Linked DNA regions of Sus scrofa: region 1 is linked to region 2. A link is a contact called in public Hi-C data. All regions are on one chromosome and are shown on one strand. The core of a region is the stretch at or near the end of the contact, and the rest is flanking DNA. Distances in the headings are between cores, read along the strand shown.

The links. A called contact is a pair of places that touch in the nucleus more often than the background predicts.
Region 1: a contact with region 2 is called in a Hi-C map of omental adipose tissue, with 2.1 times the contacts expected there. The contact joins the promoter of FAF2 here to the promoter of UIMC1 in region 2. A contact is called at or near these places in 2 of 47 Hi-C or Micro-C datasets (embryonic fibroblasts and omental adipose tissue).

Annotation. Positions count from the first base shown.
Region 1 is chr2:81,451,736-81,458,402 of Sscrofa11.1, forward strand. FAF2 (FAS-associated factor 2) reads right to left here and starts at 2,537. Exons shown (of 11, transcript XM_003123660.4): 1 at 2,411-2,537. The coding sequence starts at 2,473.
Region 2 is chr2:80,891,050-80,897,950 of Sscrofa11.1, forward strand. It overlaps UIMC1 (ubiquitin interaction motif containing 1), which reads left to right and starts at 4,582. Exons shown (of 15, transcript NM_001097447.2): 1 at 4,582-4,756. It overlaps ZNF346 (zinc finger protein 346), which reads right to left and starts at 4,528. Exons shown (of 7, transcript NM_001244480.1): 1 at 4,313-4,528. The coding sequence starts at 4,487.

The DNA.
Region 1 (6,667 bases), core at 1,287-3,786, 560 kb after region 2:
ATACTCATTATTTATATATGAATCTGGCTTCTCCATTAGACAGGATGGTTACAGACATGGATTTCTAAACCTCTGTCATTTACCACTTGGGCAAGTTATTTGATTTCTCAGAACCTGTTTTTTCATTAATAAACTGAATTAGGGTTAATACCTTACAGTGTTTAAAAGAGTTAATGTACATCAAATACCTGGTATAAATCTTGACACCTAGTAAATTTCAAACGTTACTGGTAATCTGGATGATGAACCTGATCCAAGCAACTGCTTAAATAGCATACAAACGTAAAATGCATTTGCTTTATGAAATACAATTTCATAAAGCAATCTTATTACAACTTTAATCTGCTACTCACCTCTCTTTCTTATTTTCCTTTTTTTTTTTTTTTTGGTCTTTTTAGGGCCGAATCTGAGGCACATGGAGGTTCCCAGGCTAGGGGATGAATGGGAGCCGTAGCTGCTGGCCTACACTACAGCCACAGTAGCAGTGGATCCAAGCTGCGTCTGCAGCCTACACCACAGCTCAGGGCAACACTGAATCCCCAATTCACTGAGGGAGGCCAGGGATCCAACCTGAGACCTCGTGGACACTAGTTGCGTTGGTTAACCACTGAGCCACAACAGGAACTCCCTCACCTCTCTTTCTCAGAGAAAATACCCAATAAAGACAAAAATAGAGGTTCCTATGTACTTTACTCAGAAATGCTACCACATATTCATGTTCTTCCAGGTCCAAACTAAGTACTTCATGACTTATAACTCATATCACCTCATTACATTCAAACAATATAGGGGCTTGTCCCTTAAGAGCTGTAAAGGGTAAAATGATCTGCCAAAGTTCAACAAAACTCTGAAATTAGTGGTCTACCAGGAAGTGGAAGCTAGCTGTCTGCTCTTTATTTACTACGATTCTAACTTGCTGTGTCATCAATTTCTCTAAGCAAAACTTCAAAGGCCAACTACTTCTATGATAGTAGTTGCCCATTTATACATTTCCAACCCACTGCTCAATTTAAGAGAAAAAACTCTTTGAAATTGACTGCGGTGAAATCTAATCAAGGAAATTACAGAAGAGAGAACTTGCCAAAAAAAACAAAGAAAGGACAATATTACAGCATCTGCATTTCACTCTCAGTTGTACAATGATACTTAACACAGGTTGTAGAGCACTCAAGAGCTCAGGAAAGGTCTTAGAAAGATGGACTTGGTTTTAAATCTGAGGCCACCACTTAATAGCTGTGTAACCTAAGCATGTGACTTCTTAAGCCTCATATCCTCACTTGTAAAACAGGGATTCTAACAGTGTGAATCTCACAGAACTGTAGGACTAAGTGCTATAATGTATGCTAAGTTTTAGCAAAGTACTTAAAATAAATGGGATTCTAACCACCTATTGTTATTGCCTGGGAAGGAAGGGTCTTGGTAAATACTGTGGAATGAATAAATATATTTAGCACATTTTGTGTTAGGAAATAAGTGTACCACTAACTTTAATTCTACCCCAAGCTAAATAATGATTAACATTAGCAATACTGTTTGAGAGCAGGTTACAGTGTACAAAGCCCTTCAGACATCCATAAACTCACTGCATCTCCACAACTTCCTTAGGGGGTAAACATTTTTAAGATATATATTTTAGAAATAAGGAAACTAGTATCCATCGGGGTGATAAAGAGCCAAGGTTACCTAGGTCTCCTCCAACGAGATTCTCCAGCTCAGAGATGAGGTGCTCAGTGCCAAAAGTTCTTAACCCAAAGATCCACTAAAGGGAGGCAGATTCCTTTTACCACCCTCCTCAAGCAGAGTCAAGCACTGAGTCCCGGAATAAGCCAGGGGTAACAAACCCTTCGGAGGCCACTGATGACATTTATAATGCTGCATTATTTCCTTAGGAGGTGTCCTCCCACACCTTTAGGGCGGGGGGCAGGCCTGCCCCCACCCCTAAGGAGATCTCCCAACACAGGACCTGGCACCCAAGAGGCCCTGAGTACATGTTTGTGGAAATGGCATGTGAGGCTGGTAGGAGGCTTTCCAGAGACCCGAAGCGAGGCCAACTCCGCAGTGGGGATTAAGCATCTCAGTACCGTCAGAGTCGTTGGGCCAACAGGGTCCGACCGGTAACCGGGATGAAAAGGCTGGCTAAGGACGGATTCAGCTAAGGGGAACCTGGGAAGCTGACCCTCTGAGAAGAGAATGAGGAAAGCGGGCGTGGCTGCAACCATTCCCGAAAGGCCGGGGACCGACAAGAGGCTCGGGGGCCGGGGGCAGCAGGGCAGTTGGCGTCTGGGGGGGAGGGGGCCGCCTGCTGGTCTGAGAAGAATCTCGGGCCCAATCTGAACAGGGTTCTGGGCTCCTCTAGGGACCCACTCTCTAGCACGCGGCGACATTCGCTGTACCGAGTACTCGCTGCTACCTGAAACTGCAGCAGCTTCTCGGTCTGCTCCTGGGTTAGATCCCGCTCCTCAGGCGCCGCCATTTTGCCGCCGCCTCTACGCTTCTGACCCGTCCGCACCGTCACCCGCCGGAAGTGACCTCAGCAGCAACCACATCCGGTCTGAACGGCCTCCAGCACGCAACTGCGTCTGCGCGTGCCGGCACACACCCCCGCCCCGCCACGGGGTGGGGGGTGCGGAGAATGCTGGCAATTCCTGCCGCCAGAGGGCGCCATTCTCGGGATGATCTCGAACGGTTCCGGAAATTGTCGAGAGACTGTACAAATCGCTCTTAGGAACAGACCTAACAGAGACTTGGACTCTGGAATAGCTTGCAGAGAGCCGAGAGGTCCCGAAAGCCACTCGGCAGCTTTCGGTTGCCCCCACGCCCCGCAATGTTTCTTAGGAAATTGTGGCAGTTCGCAAATATCGGCTGTTTGATACTTGATTCCTGCCGTCATGTTTCCAGAAGCCCCTGACAAACTATAGGGAGGTTCCAAAAGTCCCCGAATACAATGGTGGGGGTGGAAGGCATTTCCCACGCAGCCTTCGAACCGGAGGCTGTGGGAGGTGTGAAAATTGTTTTGGGCTCAGCCACACGGGTCTTTGATGGTTAGTGGCGCTGCCAGCCTTAGAGCTTTGAGTCCACACCTCCTGCCCTCTGCATCTGCGTACCTCAGGCCTTCTCGGGTCCCTTTGCCCACTGGCCCATCTTCCCTGTGACCGACAGAAGGGAAAGTCCAAGAGCTGGAGTTCCCATCGTGGCTCAGCGGAAATGAATCCGACTAGGAACCATGAGGTTGCAGGTTCGATCCCTGGCCTCGCTCAGTGGGTGAAGTCCTGCGTTGCCGTGAGCTGCGTTTTGGGATCTGGCGTTGCTGTGGCTGTGGTGTAGGAAGCTGTAACTCCGATTGGACCCCTAGCCTGAGAACCTCCTTATGATATGCTGCTGGTGCTACCCTGAAAAGCAAAAAAAAAAAAAAAGTCCCAGAATGGGATCAGGAGACTAGGTTCTGGTGTCCACTTGGCAGAGTGTTGGACGTCCCTGGGCAAACCACCTCCTTTCCAGTCTCCGTTTTGCTGTTGGTGGAATGAGGTTCAGCAACAGCCCCAGATATGCTGCCTCAGCTCCTTCATTTTAGAAGCAGTGGCTCACCCTTTTCACTGCCCTATCCCCACCCCTCGATGTCTGCTGCCTTCTGCAATTTCCTTGCCACTTCTAACCTGCCAGCCCTCTTTAGAGCTCCCATTTTCATTGCCATTTCTTTTCTCCTACCATTTGCCTTCTCTGTTCACCATCCAAAAGGCCTTGGGGGGCAGAGGGGTCACGGTCTGGTGACCACTTTTCCACTGACTACCTGTCTAACTCCTAGCCAGGCACTCAGCCTCTTGGGCTGGGTTGTGCTCTGCATCTGTGGAATCTGACCCCACCAACTTCATAGTGTTGAATCAGGTAAGACAGAACCAGAAGTGCTTTGATGTTCCATGAGGAGTACATTAAGGGATGGAAGGACTTAAAATTTGGCTAGTTCTTCCTTTCAGGCCTGAATCACGTCTTACCAGGTCTACGCAAACATCGTAATAATGTCCTGGAATTTTTCTTAGACCCTTAAAGTAAAATTGGAAACAAGTAGCAGGCACTTTAGGGATTTTTTTACGTCAGCTCAAAGCTCAAAGGAGTACTGTTCAGCCTCACTAAGAATGTTGGATCCTGTCAAACTACATGAGGGACTGCAAAGTCAGACGCCCTCTGGATTTGTTGCATAATTCTGATTGAAGATGTATTCTCTCAACAGACAAACTTTGTAGTTCTATTTAATAAAACACCATTGAATGTTCTTCACTTCCTCAAAGACTCATACACCTTCTGAGTCTACATTTCCCTTTTCTTTTTTGAATAAAGATATGGTTACAATAAATATCTTAAAAAACGCTTTACCGTAGAAATGCACTGATATATGTCACCCTGAAGAGTCTGTTCCCTGTTCAAAAGTGGTTTCTGCTTTTTAGGTATAGCTGTTGGCCTCCATGTAAGACCAGTGTTGCCACAACTTCCCATTTTTTAACAGCATCTAACAAATTTGGATCTGCATATGGATTCTCCCCATTTTGAAACAGTAATAACAAATTCAGTTCTTAAGAAAATTACTATGTCAACCATAACTGCAAGCCACATTTCGGCCCATGAGCTGCCTGTCTGCCCTTCTGACCTATGCAGAATCCTCATGGCTTCCTTTTGTCATGAGAGAAGCTGGACTGGGAAGAAACCTAAGCTTTTTTGATAAGTTCAAGAAGAACATATGGAAAATGTCATCAAATATTGGTTTGTCCTTTTCTTTAAGAATAATTTTTTTCTTTTCTTTTTTTAAAAAAATCTTTTTAGGGCCACACCATGGCATATGGAAGTTCCCAGGCTGGGGTCAAATAGGAGCTACAGCTGCCGGCCTATGCCACAGCCACAGCAACCTGAGATTTGAGCCGCGTCTGCAACCTACACCACAGCTCATGGCAGCACCAGATCCTTAACCCACTGAGCAAGGCCAGGGATCAATCTGCATCCTCATTTATACTAGTTGGGTTGGTAACCTGCTGAGCCACAACACAAACTCCCACGAATAATTTTTTTCTGACATTTATTTTCCATTTTAGAGTAGTGCTATCCAATCAAAATATGATGGCCGTAGGAGTTCCCGCTGTAGCACAGTGAGATCAATGGTGTCTCTGCAGCGCCGGGACACAGGTTCTATTCTCATCCTGGTACAATGAATTACAGGATCTGGCATTGCTGCAGCTAACAGTGTAAGTTACAACTGCAGCTCAGATCTGTTCCCTGGCCCAGGAACTCCACATGTTGCAGAGTGGCCAAAAAAAAAAAAAAAAAAAAGTCCTTTGATGTAGTTTACACTTTCTTATCTCTATTTGCACTGGCCACATTTCAAGTATTCAGTTGCCACACAGGCTTAGTGGTCATGTATTGGACAGTGCAGATCCAGAGCATTTCAAAGAGCTTTTTAATAGGTTTATCAATTATATTCATCTATAGATCTTAGGAGTTCACTCAGCAAATATTTAAGGAGTGCTTATTCTGAGCCAGGCTCTGGACCAGATGCTGTAAAGGTAAACGAGACACAGCCACTGTCCTCTAAGAACACACAATTTAATGGAAAATTAAATGAGGGAGTTCCCTCTGTGGCTCAGAGGGTTAAGAACCTTACTAATATCCATGAGGAAGTGGGTTTGATCCCTGGCTTCACTCAGTGAGTTAAGGATCTGGCATTTCTGTGAGCTGTGGTGTAGGTCGCAGACTTGGTTTGGATCCTCCACTGCTGTGGCTGTGGCATAGGCCGGCAGCTGCAGCTCCAGTTGGCCCCCTAGCCTGGGAACTTCCATGTGCCCCAGGTGCAGCCCTAAGAAGAAAAAAAAAGTGAATCATATCCTATCACCTCCCAGCTCAAAACCTTCTATTGGTTTCCCATTGGCTTCAAAATAGAATCCAAGCTCTTTCCTGTGGCTGACAAAGCCTACAAGGGCTCTCTGCTTCTCTGACCTCATTACTGCAAGCTCATTACTCTCAAACCTCCACCTCATTATTCTCATTCACACCTCAGGGACTTTGTAGCACCCTCTGCCATGGAACTCTTTCCTTGAGTCTTCACATGACTGGCCCCCTTTGACTTTCGGCTCTCAGTACATGTGTACAGCATCTCAGAGAAAGCCTAAAAACAGATGCTTGCTTCTAACCACTGGTCACTAACTGTTACTGTCTTGTTTACATGTTTATTGTTCATCTCCCATCTCTGAATTCCATGAGGGTGACCGGGCCAAGGTGGTACTGAGTCCCCAGTACAGAAAACTACACTGAGCACAGATTCATAGGTCTATAAATATGGGGCCTAGGCTAGATCCTTAGAGCAAGGACCTCATGAATGTGGGTGAACTTATGGGAGTAAAGGCGTGGGAACTAACTCAGGAAATAAACTACTACTGCTAGTGGGTTATAGAGGGAAAGTGTTTAATTAGAATATCTCAAAGCAGAGGCTACAAGAAGGATCACCTCAGTTTTGCATGAGGGGGGAAGGATGCTGATAAAAGCAACCTCTAAGCAGAGATTTTTTTTAAAAGCAGAGATACCTGGTTGCTCTTTTAAAGTCCCACATTCATAAAAAAAATTGCATGATTTGTGAACTGTGAACGAGTCCAAACAACACCTCAGTTGGCAGGATGGGAAAGGGAGGAAA
Region 2 (6,901 bases), core at 3,332-5,831:
AGATGCAAAAGGGCCTGACAGAAGGTAAAAGCCAAGGCTGACTTTATTTATTTATTTATTTTTAAATTTTTTGTCTTTTGTCTTTTTAGGGCCAAAGAATATGGAGGTTCCCAGGCTAGGGGTTGTGCCGGCCTATACCACAACCACAGCAATGTGGGATTCAAACCGCATCTGTGACCCACACCACAGCTCATGGCAATGCCAGATCCTTAACCCACTGAGCAAGGCCAGGGATTGAACCTGCGTCCTCACGCATACTAGCTGGGTTCGTTAACCACTGATCCACGACAGGAACTCCTATTTATTTACTTATTAATTTATTTTTGCTTTTTAGGGCCACACCAATGGCATATGTAAGTCCCAGGCTACCGGTCAAAGTGGAGCTGTAGCTGCCAACCTATACCACAGCCACAGCAATGCCAGACTGGAGCTGCATCTGTGACCTACACCACAGCTCACAGCAATGTTGGATCCTTAACTCATTGAGCAGGGCCAGGGATCAAACCCGCATCTTCATGGATACTAGCCAGGTTCGTTACCAATGAGCCACAACGGGAACTCCGGAGCTGACTTTAAAACGGCCTGAACTCTGAATGCACTTTCCTACCTACCCACAGATCCAGCTGCAGAGGACTGAGTCCTTATGGGCTCCAGGTATTTACTGAAGCACTGGCTGACCACTAAGCAACACAGACACGTGGAAGACAGGAATGATAAAATGAACCAAATTGGGAATATTTATTCTTAAAGTATTTAGCCACCAGGAAGTGGTTTTCTTGCAAAGTGTGAGGAAACTCTAACTTTTCCATGCATGAAATCACATGAAGAGTCCTTGAGACTACATGAAAAAAGAGAGAGATGCCTGGCCAGCCTATAATGCTGTTTCAGCTCTAGCCATCATGAGACTACAACTGTCTAAGAGACCTTGAGTCAGAAATGTCCAGCCAACCCTTTCCTGAATTCCTGACTCACAAAATCTGTGAGAAGTTCATAATATTTCCCACAGAGGGAAACATAACTTACATGAATCATCAGAATTCTGAGAAGGTGGCCAGAAAGTTGCCCAGTTATCCACAAACAACTCTAATCCAACTACCAATTACCAGAAATGGGCAGGTTTCATATTGGACATTAGGTGCTTAGAAAATCATTGGAAAGGCTGAAGGTGCTAGAGTTGAGCCTTCCAGAAATGTCTCTATGAACAATGCATAACTGTTTCAATAGGTGAGTTAAAGCTTCTGAGGCCTCCATTGAAGCCTTGCTGGCAGTAAGCAGCTTCCATTGTCACTGCGCATGCCTCTTAACCTATGAAGCTGGAGAACGGATGCAGGAACACTGATGAAGGAAGATCTCATAGTTCTACCACCTTTCTTATTTATTTGTTTATTTTATGGCCATGCCTGTGGCATATGGAAGTTTCTGGGCCAGGGACTGAATCTGAGCTGCAGCTACGACCTACCATACCTCAGCTGCAGCAATGCTGGATCCTTTTAACCCACCATACCAGGGATCAAACCTGTGCCTCCACAGTAACCCCTACTGCTGCAGTCAGATTCTTAACTCACTATGCCACAGCAGGAACTCCTTCCATGACCTTTCTTGATAGTAACTATAGCCAACAGCCATAGGAATATGATCTTCACAGCATTTCTATCTTTCAGCTCTTATGAGAAGGCAACTGATTTACAGGATTTAATTTGTATCCCTATAGTAGATAAGCAGAGGATGGGGCAGAGGCGGAGAGATCTAGAATGTGAAGTACAGGGTTAATTTTCACAAGGTCAGTGAAGCAGAGCCAGTAAATCTAGCCTTATCAATAACTAAATCAAATGTGAATAGTCTAAATAGCCCACTCAAAAGGCAGAGATTATTAGAGGATTAAAAAAAGCAAGATCTATTCAATGAAAGTCTATTTAGCAATAAAAGGAATGAAGTTTTAATACACACTACAATTTGGCTTAACCTCAAAATATGCTGAGTGACGGAGTTCTGTGGTGGCTCAGTGGGTTAAGGATACAGCGCTGTCACTGCTGTGGCTTGTGTAGCTGCTGTGATGCGGGTTCAATCCCTGGCCCAGGAAATTCCACATGCCACAGGCACGGGCAAGACAAACCAAAACCAAAACCAAACATATTGAGTGAGAGAAGCTAAATGCAAAATACTACATATATATGATTCCATTTATACGAAAAGTCCAGAAAAGGCAAATTTACAGAGACAGAAAAAAACTAGTGGTTGCCTACAGGAGGAGGTGAAAGTGAAGATTTAATGTAAAGCGGCACAAAAGAACTAACTGGAGTGACAGAAATATTCTAAATTAGATTAGTGCCATACAACCCCATAGTTTTACTAAAAATCACTGAATTGTACAGTTATTTTTTTTTTTTTTGTCTTTTGTCTTTTGTTTTGTTGTTGTTGTTGTTGTTGTTGTTGCTATTTCTTGGGCCACTCCCGCGGCATATGGAGGTTCCCAGGCTAGGGGTCCAATTGGAGCTGTAGCCACCGGCCTACGCCAGAGCCACAGCAACGCGGGATCCGAGCCGCGTCTGCAACCTACACCACAGCTCACGGCAACGCCGGATCGTTAACCCACTGACAAGGGCAGGAACCGAACCCGCAACCTCATGGTTCCTAATCGGATTCGTTAACCACTGCGCCACGACGGGAACTCCTGAATTGTACAGTTATAATGGGTGAATTTTATGGTAGGTAAATTATAACTCAATGAAAGTGCTAAGAGAAAAAACAAAAAACCAAGTTGAGTAGGACTTGGTATTACAGGTTATCTACCTAGACCTCAGATAAATTATTGGACAAAGTGAGGAAAGGAGAGAAATGTTCAAAGTGACAGTGTGCACACACAGACAGTTCACTTTTCAGCACACAGATGCTGTGTTCTCTGCTTCAGGGTATGCCTTCTCTGTTCCTTGAGGACAAAGGTCACTTCCTCTTTGTGCACCTTCAACTCTTAGATATTCCTCTTTAGTGCATCCACTACATTATACTGCAACTGTTTTGGTGTCTGCTTCCTGGACTAGACTACAAGCTCCTCAGGACAAGGACAGTATTTTCCTCATCTCTGTGGCTCTGAGGACAGCCAGTCTTGAGAACAGAGCAGGTGTCAGTGAATGTCAAATGAATGAAAGGAAAATTGCTGAGGTTGAGGGCGGAGGAGAGGCAACTTTGTGCTAAATACATTTGAATGTATGAGGATGAAGGAGACAGGTGCTCTATACTAATTTAAGAGTCAGACTGGACTAAGAAATATTCATCAGGGTATAGGTCTGCATACCACTCCAAATTTAAACATCTTCCTAGACAAAAATTCCATTTATCCCAGGGCAATCAGTTCACAAGCAACATATTTACTTTCCAAAATTAGTCTGCTCAGCAAGTAAACAAGCCTTTAGAGAAATCTGATTTCCCTGCAGATTACCTGACAGGATTAGCACAAAGGCCCAGTTTGTGTACTTCTGGGTTAGTTAAGCAGATAGCTCTGCTGACTGTGAAGGGTGTCACATAGCAGGGTCAGGGCAGCTTTTTCCATCCTCCTTTTTCTACTCCATCTTACTCAGTGCCAAGTCAACCTGGGAAGCTTCAGTCCAGAAGTGGCCCCCTGGGTAGCCTTGTGTATCCTGTTCTCCACAACACTGGGATACAAAGAAGCTGGAGTCAAAGTATATCCTGGTCAGGTTCTCAGGCTCCTGGCCCACATCTCTGAAAAGGGACCCAGCTGGTGGAGACAAGAGATATCAAGAAGCAGGGGGTAGGCCAGGGCTCGGTCACCAAGTCCAGGAAGGACAATGGTGTAAGGCCTTCTAGGGCCCTCGGAAGTGTAGGGCATGAGAAGGGAGGCAAGAGACACTAGGACCGGGAAACCTGGAGATTGGTATAGTGAAAGGGCTAAGAGTCTGGCCAGGCGAGGAAGGTTCTGCAGATCTGAGACGGTGATGACGGCACGCCCAGATGATTCCAGTCCTGGAGTTTAGGAAGATATGCGCTCTGGTGCATGAAGAAGGCGGGGGAAAGAATCCCACGCCCGAGCATGAAAAGGCCCTTGATCATTTGCACGCGATTCTTGGGGTGCCGCGGTCTCGATTTTCAGTGGAGCTACCCACGGCGCTCGGGCCCAGGTGGGGTGCACGAGTCAAGGGAGTCCCGGGGCGCGTCGCGCAAGGGGACAGGTCGGGCGCCAGGGGGTGTGACCGTAGACCCGGGGGCTGATCCGCATTCTCGCCCCGCGCTTCCGCCACTCCCGAGGAAATGAACAGGCGGGCGAGGGGATTCCTGCCTCTGAGACCCCCGGACTCACCTGCCTCCCTCCCCACTGGTTGGGCCCCGGACACTGCTTCCCAGAGGCGGCGCGCCCTCTCGCGGTCGAAGCGCAGCGCATCCAGCTCCCGGCCCTCCCGCTCCTCCGAGCTGTTGTATAGCTGGGCCACGCCGCTGTCCGCTGCTTCCACTGAGCCCAACGCGGGATACTCCATCTTCCCCGCAAGCTCTAACCTGCCGATAGCCGCTCAGGAACGTGGGTCTCGCGAGATGTGGGTGGGAGGGTGACTTTGCCCGGCCTACAAATCTCGCGAGGTTTGGGCACCGCAGACTACGTTACAGTGCGGGAGAGCGGCTACCTTTTCAACGCTGCTGCTCGGACATCGGAGGTTGTGAGTGGAGTTGGTCGCGGCTTCCACGGCAGCCCCCTCCCTCCGGGACAGGCTCGTGCAGTCCTTGGCTCAGGTTTCTCACATTGCTCACGGTCAGCTTTTGACACTTCTCGTTTCATACTCATGAAAGCCCTGTTATGTGGGAATATATTTGTTTCACTAGTAGGGAAACTGAGGCCCAGAACTTAAAAATGGCTTACTCAAGAGTTCGTTCCTAGTAAGTGGTAGAGCTGGTTGTCCATTTCCATGATTCGATTACTATTAATATTACATACCATTTGAGTTCCAGGTACTAACCCCCAGCCTAGTCTTCCTGCTAAACTGTACTCCAACGTAACTGTCACAAGCTGAAATTTATTCCAACCGCTGCGTCTGCTCCTTCTTCAGTCTTTCCGAGCACTCTCTCGCGCGACAATTATTTTAGCATCCTCACCGGCCCTTTCGTTTATCCCTCAGGTATTCTCCCAAAACAGCAGCGCCAGAGATCCTCTTTTATTTTATTTATTTATTTATTTTTGTCTTTTAGGGCCACACCTGCTGCATATGGAAGTTCCGGGGTTAGGGGTTGAATCAGAGCTGCAGCTGCAGCTGCTGACCTACGCCACAGCAACTCAGGATCTGAGCCGCTTGTGCGACCAACGCCGCAGCTCACAGCAACACTCGATCCTTAACCCACTGAGCGAGGCCAGGGATCAAATCCGCATCTTCATGGATCCTGATCAGGTTCTTTTTCGCTGAGCTACATGGGGAACTCTCAGAGATCCTCTTTTAACAAGCCACATGGTGGCACCCCGGCGCTGAAATTCTCCAAAACCTTCCTATCTTACTCTTTGTAAAAGTCGAAGTCCTTGGTTTAGCCAGTAAGGCCTATACAGTATGACTTCTCTTAACCTCCCTGACCTCATCTCCTGTTGTGTTAGCTTCCAGCCCCTTCATTCCTGTCCCAGTTATCCTGGCCTTTTCCCCATATAGCCTTGTGGCTCTTCTCTTTATTTCCTTCTCTGGCTGTCCTAGCTGAAATTTTGCCCCTCCACATACACTTCATATCCTCCTTTCCTGCTTTTTTTTTTTCTCCTTAACACTGACTGTTATCAGATATGGTATTGTTTTAATCTTGTTTATTGTTTCCCCACTAGAAGGCATGCCCCAGGAGAGCAGAGATTTTTGTTTATTTTGCTCTCAGCTGAATCCCCAGCATCTTGAAATAGAGCCTGAATCTTCATAGGTACATAGTATATATTTTTTCAATAGTGAAACTTTTGATATAAAGTTATTTCAAATGCTTATTGAGAATTTACTATGAGCTAGATGTTGTTTTGGGCATTGGAATACAGTGGTGCACAAGATAGATGCGGAAGCTCTATCTTGCTTTTTATTCTAGTGAAGGAAAGTGTAATAAGTCAACAGATAGTGCTAACTGCTAAGGAGAAAATAAAACAGGAACACACATTGGGTGAATGATATGGGAGGAACATTAGTCAAAGTGGTCAGAGAAAGCTTCTGAAGAAATAGTTGACCTAAGACCTGATTGGTAAGAAGGGGACACCATGCAAAGAACTGGGGAGGAATGTTCCAGGAGAGGAAATAGATGCAACGGTAGGAGTGAGCTTGCTGTGTTGGAGGAACAGGAAAAAGGACAGTATGCCTGTATTCCAGTGAACAAGGTGGACATTGGAGTCGTGGTGTCAGATGAGGAAGGAGAGAAAGAGATTTTTCTTATCTGAGATCACACAACTCATCAGTGGTATTTATTTATTGAGACTGCAAATAGTGAGCGCCAGCTCTGTGTCAGGCCTCATGTCAGGCTCCAAAGCTTCCAGTGCAATAGATGACTGGTGTTTGTGCAGAGCTTTATAGTTATGAAGCACCTTTAACATATAGGAGTTTCCACTGTTGGACAGTGGGATCAGAGGCATCTTGGGAGCTCTGGGATGTGCGTTCCATCCCACCACTGCAGCTCAGATCTGATCTCTGGCCTGGGAACTCCATATGCTCCAGGGCCACCACAAAAAAACAAAAAACAACAACATACATTGTAACATTTAATCCTCGAATCCTGGGGGTGGTTCTCTCTTATGTAGATTCTTTCTTATTTGACAATAAAGGAAGACTGAGAGAGGTGAAGGTTTTGTCAGGACCATACAGCTACTTAGCCACAGAGCCCATACTTGAACAAACTAGTCCTCAGAATGCAAATCCATGTCTTTTTGCCAATACCACATGACCAGCCTAAAAAC